Linked DNA regions of Sus scrofa: region 2 is linked to region 1. The links are chromatin contacts, called in public HiChIP or PLAC-seq maps. All regions are on one chromosome and are shown on one strand. Each heading gives the region's core, a stretch centred on a gene start, on an enhancer-like site or on the middle of the called end of the contact. The rest is flanking DNA. Distances are from core to core; before and after follow the strand shown. Region 1 overlaps PDE7B (cAMP-specific 3',5'-cyclic phosphodiesterase 7B). Region 2 overlaps PDE7B (cAMP-specific 3',5'-cyclic phosphodiesterase 7B).

Region 1 (3,649 bases), core at 920-3,419:
TGTTCTTAACCCCTTTGTTCCAAGGGTCAGGATATCCTGATGCTAAGTACTATTGCAAAATAACTGAACAAAAATAAAAATAGTCAAACACTTAGGGAACCCTTTGGTTGTTATGTCAAGGAAGTTTGAGACTGAGGAGTGAGTTTAAGACATTATTCAGGAAATATGCTAATAGAGTACAACAGCCTACATGTGCTTATTAAATAAAATTGTCTCAATGCTAGAGAGCCTGAATGTCCCCAGTCTGATGGGAGGGTAAGATAAGAACTGGGAGGGCTGTCAAAGGGGTGGAACAGTGAGACTGGTGCTTCTGTTCTTTCTTAACAAAGAGGGAAGTTTAAAAAAAAGGCACGTCTTTCTCGTAAGTAGATCATTGATTATTCCCTAATTGGGCTCTATGAATATCTGGTTGTTATAGTAAGAGCTGTTTGATCAATATTTTAATAAGGAAACTCACAAGCAGCAGTATCTTGTGTCTTTTATTGTTGCTTTTTATCCTTGGAGGATGTTGACCCTTCTTGGCCTATTAGGAAAGACAGTAGGTTTGCCAGTGTACTTTTCCATCCAGAGGGAAGAAAAGCCACTTAATTCAGTGTGGAAAACTAAACTTCTTAACCATGGTTTAGAGGAATAATAATAATAGCAATGACAAAATTATAGTAGCCTCTGCTAGGCTCAACATTTAAAACATGAGGTGAGAGCGATGAAAAATAATACACACCCTACAATGGATGGTCTTTCTCTTTTCCCCCAAGTCTCCTCTTCTCTCCCCTAAAGAAACATCAAATGATTGTGTGATAAAACAGCCCTGAAAGGAATGTAGAGCAGGAGCAACGGATTGTACATCAGCAAAATAAAATGCCAAGCAAAATAAAGCACTTTGCAATGCAGAGATGTGAAAGGGAGAGAAAGATGGGCTTGTTACAATGGTCTCCCCAAGAAAATAGGAGCCATCCACGTGAATGTTCAGTTCAAATTGTTCCTACAAACCCAATTTGCTGGCAGAAGTGCCAAACACAATACCACCCCACTTTCATTTATGAGCAGGGCTTTTCACATTAGCTCCAGGGGGCCTCCCCTTCTGTTGTATGGGTTCTGACTTCTGGGGTGAGAGCCTCCATCTCTGAGCCTCAGGATCCAGGACACATGGGCCCGGGTTGTCCTCCACTGAACCACTGTCAGGTGGGGGAGCAGTTAGTGGCCCAACTGCTATGTCCACAGTGCTCCGTCTCTGGAAAGTGAACCTTCAACACTTGCTTTCCTCTCTTTTCACTGTTGGTTATACCCTCGACGATTGAAGGAAATTGTTATTCCCTTGAAATGAGATTTCAACCACTTCAAGCTCTGTGTCAGACTTTGCAACCCCCCTGCACGTTTGCATGAGCATCTTGATGCTTGCCTAACTCACTTCTTGCAGAGATAGCTTTGGAATGCGATTCAGTGTTATTTCCCTTCCAGCTGAAGGGCAGCTAAGGTTACAAAGGGATTTGACTAATAGGCCAAAACCCAGTGAAGTTTGCTGAGAACCAAGTGACAGCAGCAGTGGAGGCAGCGTGTGGAGGAGGAGGGGGTGTGAACTGTGGCCAAGGATCACTCCAAGAGCCTTCTGGATAACCCTAGCCCGGTGTAGACCGTGCTGGAACGGCCAGGTGGCCCCCGGTCAGATCTTCCAGAAAGAAGCAGCTGCACATTGGTTCTGCCGCGTGCTCCGCTTCCCCTGTTTCCCTCCTTGATGCTTGCAGGGCTGGAGCCTCGGAAGCTTCTAGGTTTCCTGCACCAGAGTAGTGCCTCCTTACCTGACACCTTCAGAGACCTGGCCTCTGGAGGACCCCTCTGAGAGGCTGGCAATGGGGAGCCCCCCCTTCTTTGCCTGAAGTCCCTAAGGGCTAAACAAGCCACTTGACAAACTTTGACAAGCTCCAAAAGAGAACCGAGAAGAAATACATCAGAAGAAGAGAAAAAGCAAAGGTTAAAAACCTCGATGGCTTTCCTCCCCCCACCCCCCACCCCTCCGCTGTCGTTCCAGCTGTAGCCTGGGATTAATTAAGTGCTGCGAAGTCAGTGCCTGGGAGAGAAGGGGAAAAAATGCTTGCTCTCTCTAAGGAAGGAGGACAGAGCGCGTCCTCACCAGTGAGAAAGCTTGGGAAGTGAGTCTCGTCGTCAGTGTTTGCGGAGGGACTGGAGGGACAGGGAGGCTGTGCCAGGCTGGAGGAGGCTTGCCTTTCCGAAGCGGGAGAGGATTTGCCGGGGATTCGCCTTCCCCTGCCTGGGAAGAATTTCCCCGCTGGTAGCAGCCGCCGAGGCGGCAGCAGCAGCAGCAGCAGCAGCAGCCGCCGCCGCCTCCCGACCTCCTCTTCTGGGGACCAGGGCAGAATGCCTGTGCTCGAGCGTTATTTCCACTCGGCAGAGCTGGGCAGAAGGTGGACGGCCCCAGAAGGTGCGCTGCCCTCCTCCCCGGGCAGCCGGCCGGGGTGCCAGCAGGGGCCGCTGCCCTGGGACTTGCCAGAGATGATCAGGATGGTCAAGCTGGTTTGGAAATCCAAAAGTGAGCTGCAGGCGACCAAACAGAGAGGCTTTCTAGAGAATGAAGATGCGCTCCACAGCTTTCCAGGTAAATGGACTGGGAGGTGAGAAAGATACCGGGGCCAAGTCTGATGACTTTTCAGTCCCTTCCTTGGAGAGCCCAAGACAGAAAAAAAGGGAAAAGGAAGGAAAACACACTGTGCAGCATAGGGCCCGAGGGCTGTGATTAATGCATGTTTGCTCTGTTATAGAAATGCATCTGAAAATTAAGAGTGATGGGGAAGAAGGAGCATGAATAGCCTGAAAATCCAGAAACCTGCGATCTGGGCTTAGCTGGTTGTTTGCTTGCCCTGTGGCTTAAACAAGTCAAATCTCCTAAGCTTCAGGCCCCCAAAGGAGGGAATGGAGTTGTTTAGTATCTGTGCTGTCTCTGCAAGTTCTTGTTGACAAGTCAGTTCTGAGAGAATACTCTTCCTGGGTTGCTCTTTGGTAATGCTCTATACAAAGTAAAACATATCTTCTTATAATTAACCATGGAACTACAGCATGCAGAAATGTCCCCTGGACTGACGTTAGCCTAGAAGCTTGTAATGAGATGAGAAAGTTGGTAAACTTCCTTGCCTCAGTTTCCCCTTTTGACAAAAGACAGCAATACACATTTCGCCATTGATATCAGGAAAAATCAACTCCCAGGTGTGGAAGTGATGAATCATAAGGGCTTCGTCGTGTTATAAGAAGGTGCTGTCTTTGGGACAGTTGAGGAGGACTTGGCTATATTTTGAACAGTCAGTACCATACCACACATATACCTAGAATCCCTGCGAACGGTCAGGAACTGATAATACCGTAAACTATGAATGCAGGGTGTGCTCTTTCTTAGAGGAATATGTTAGTAGATATTTGGAAAGTGGTGAACAGAAGAATGAATATGAGCATGTGTTTATGCATTTGAAGTCTTGGCTAGCCCTGTGTAGTGGAATCCTGACATGCCATTGGTGGTGAGAGAGGGGGGACGAGATGGAAAAGCTGTATACTGAAAATGACCTCTCTTTCTCTCGTGGAAAGAGACTAGGAAATCAAAATTCGACTGGTTTTGTTTTTAGTCATTTATCCAGAAACCTTTTTT
Region 2 (3,197 bases), core at 431-2,930, 240 kb before region 1:
GGTTCCAGTTTAGCTAAACTGACACAAAACAAAGCTATCACAATCTTTCACTTCACAACTGGGTACCCACATAACCTCTTTTAATCATACTTAATTTCCAAATAAATATATTAGTAAAAACATCTTTCTGTTGTAAATCAACTAGACTTCAGTTTTTAAGAAAATTAAAAACTTTGTAATATGATAAAAGTATTTGATGTACACATAAAATCATGCTAACACTCTCCTGAAAAGATGCAAATTCCTTTACTCAGTTTTGGTTAATGTGCCTTTCTCTTCGAGTTCAATCACAGCTGAATCACATTCCCTTTTTGATATGCTCTAACTTAAATCCTGAGATATAAGCTTAGCTGCTGTTAACACAACTGATATCTTGGGGGTTGGAGAGAGAAAAAACAGAGCTGGTTAATAAAAGTACAAATCATTCACATAAAAATAAGGAAGAAATACATATTAGCGTTTATTTCTGCAACTGGTAACATGTTTTTATTAATTCTATACTTCATTTTGCCACCCATATACTCTTTGCCTTCAGCAAGCACCTTGTGTAGTCATAATTCTCTGCCTAGTAGGACAAACCGAACATTTATTCCTAAAGGGCATAAATGATTAGCAGCTTTGCTTTAGTTTTTACCACACTGTGTGGAAGTACTAAGATGTATCCTTTTGAGATTTACAGACACACTCCTCCTAACCTTCTTAGTGTAGTGGAAACTTCATATCCTCTTGATGATCAGAATCAGTCACTTCAGCCGAATTAAAATTCCTCTTCTCTACCCATTGACTCACTACCACGAGTACTTTTATGTAGCCAGATGACACTGTCAAATTTCCATTTAATGGAACGCTTTCTGTGGCCCCCAGGAGACTCATTCCTTCCTTGAGAACTAAGCCCTTTAAGCCAGAAGAACCCAGGTTGTAGAGCTGAGAAGCAGTACTTTTGTTAGTGACTCATCAGCAGTCAGTAGTGAGATAAGCCACATCCACTTCCACTTCTGATTCCCAGACCTGTGAGGCCTGGCTGTGAGAGAAGCATTGTAAGTTAAACACTGACTTATCCTGAATGGCATTACTCTAGTCCTTCAATGTGTTGTCATCCATCTGACATCATAACCCAGTCTTCAAAAGGTCATTCTATCAGGTCAACTGTTTCAGAGTGATGGAGAAGGTAATAATGCAAGGGAATCTCATGCACACAGACCTAATGCTGCCCTTTCTTAGCTGTAGAATGATTTCTTTCATCAGAAGCTGTGCAGTATGGAATATCATGGTGGGGAACAAGTCCACAGAGGGTGATTTTGGCAGAAACATTGCAGGTAGGAAAGGCGAATGTATATCCACAGTAGGTTTCTGTTCCATTGAGAACAAAGAATCGACCTTCTAGGATGGAAGTAATGTAATCACTCTACTTATCGCCCTGCAACCTGCTGATCCTCCTGGAAATAGTGTCATATAGGGCTCAGTATTAACTTTCAGCAGCAGATTGGCCACTCAGCAGTAGCTGTTGCCAGATCAGCCCTGATGATGAGAAATGCACATTGCTTAGCCCATACAAAATCTCTTTGCCTGCTGCCCGTAGCTACTTTGTTTATGAGCTCATGGGACAAAGACAGGGATAGCTGCAAAAACAGGCTCACTCATGCCCACAGAGTGGATCATGGTGTCCTCTGCTGCTGAAGTGGCTCTTGTGGGAAGAGGTCATGAGAGGATGTGACCACCTGTTGACCTGCAAGCTGGGCCCAGGCAATATGTGACCTCTTACCCCCTCCACATCTTTGAAATGTGCATTCCTCTTGCTTTCCCTGTGCTAGCCTTGAGAGAGTCTGTGAGTCCATCTGAACTGTGTATGTGACTGAACCCAGTTAAGGCTTCTATGTATAAACTTTTTAGATTCTGGCAGGCAGGCATGGAGACAAGCCTCCCAAGTAAGTTCCCTTGCTTATTAAAACTGCCAGCTCCCAACCCAGAGTGGACTGCCTCTTTCTGTAGTTTCTCCTTGCTCTCTGTGTACAGGGACCAGTTTACAAATCAACAGCTCTTTGGTGAGCATTGATGAAGGACCAAACGATTCTCATGATTTATGCCCAGAATCTACCCACATACTTCTTGTCAGACCTCACTATCACCGATTTTCCAATCACTTTGCTTCTCACTGATGACTAGCCAACCAAGCTATTAGCCACGGCCCATGTCTCAATATGTATCTTCCCATCTCTTTCCCACAAAACTTTCCCCAAGGATTAGGAAGTGGGCAAGAGTGTGTTCTTTGTTCAGTCTATTCAACATTCAACTAAAACTTTCAGTCATTTCTATAAGATGAGCAAAAAAGACAAGAAAGGAAGTATTTTCTAATTTTTAAAAAATATTAGAAAGGAAAAAGTAAAGCTATCTTGACTCACAGGTAACATGATCATGTACGTAGAAAACTAATCTAAAAAAATACTGCTGATGCACACAAATGATTTTAGTAATGTTGCAGATACAAGGTCAATGTAAAAAATCAATTTTATTTCTGTTACTAGCAAAGAACAATTGGAAGATAAAATAAAAAATAATACTATTTATAACGTCAAGTGATATAAAATAAGAATAACTAAAATATGTGCAAGATCTGTTACACTGAAACTAAAAAATGTTGGGAGAAATTAAAGATGATCTAAATAAATAGAAGTATATACCCTGTTCATTAATAGAAATACTATTTTTAAGATGTGAATTTTTTCTAAATTGATTTATAAATTCAAAGTATTCCCAAACAAAATCTCAGGAGTTTTTTTTTAAAAAAAATACATAGACAAATAAAATGTACATAGGCGTTAACAAGATGATTTTAAAATTTATATGGCTACTCAGAATAGCCAGAACGGTCTTGAAATAAAATTATACTTTGGGGGTATTTGTACTTTTTGCTTTCAAAACTTACTATAATTGTGATGATGTGATGTTGTGTAAAGAAAGACTAATAGTTAAAAGCAAATATTATGTCTAGAAACAGATCCACATTTACAATCACTTGATTTTTTCTAACCAAGGTACCAACATTACTTAAATGGGGGTAAAGAAAGTCTTTTTAACAAAAGGTTTTGCAAAAGATAACTTATATGAAAAAAAATATGAACCCCAAACCTCACCCCAAACCACCCATGAAAATTAACTCGATAGACCATAGTCCTAAATATAAAAGATAAAATTCTAAA

The links. HiChIP or PLAC-seq counts read pairs in DNA pulled down with a chosen protein or histone mark.
Region 2: a contact with region 1 is called in an H3K27ac HiChIP or PLAC-seq map of skeletal muscle, with 2.5 times the contacts expected there. The contact joins two enhancer-like sites. A contact is called at or near these places in 1 of 47 Hi-C or Micro-C datasets (embryonic fibroblasts) and 1 of 2 datasets of contacts at active chromatin or transcription factors (skeletal muscle).

What each region holds. Positions count from the first base shown.
Region 1 is chr1:28,113,666-28,117,314 of Sscrofa11.1, reverse strand. The region is part of intron 3 of PDE7B (cAMP-specific 3',5'-cyclic phosphodiesterase 7B); the gene reads left to right. Among named protein-coding and RNA genes, the nearest start is that of MTFR2, 210 kb to the right of the region's middle. Within about 2 kb of position 2,169, at least 34 of the 83 cell types and tissues checked have an H3K27ac peak or open chromatin away from gene starts, as enhancers often do. A contact at or near this core is called in skeletal muscle, where this site is marked.
Region 2 is chr1:28,350,489-28,353,685 of Sscrofa11.1, reverse strand. All of the region lies in intron 2 of PDE7B (cAMP-specific 3',5'-cyclic phosphodiesterase 7B), which reads left to right. Among named protein-coding and RNA genes, the nearest start is that of PDE7B, 74 kb to the left of the region's middle. Within about 2 kb of position 1,680, at least 3 of the 83 cell types and tissues checked have an H3K27ac peak or open chromatin away from gene starts, as enhancers often do. A contact at or near this core is called in skeletal muscle, where this site is marked.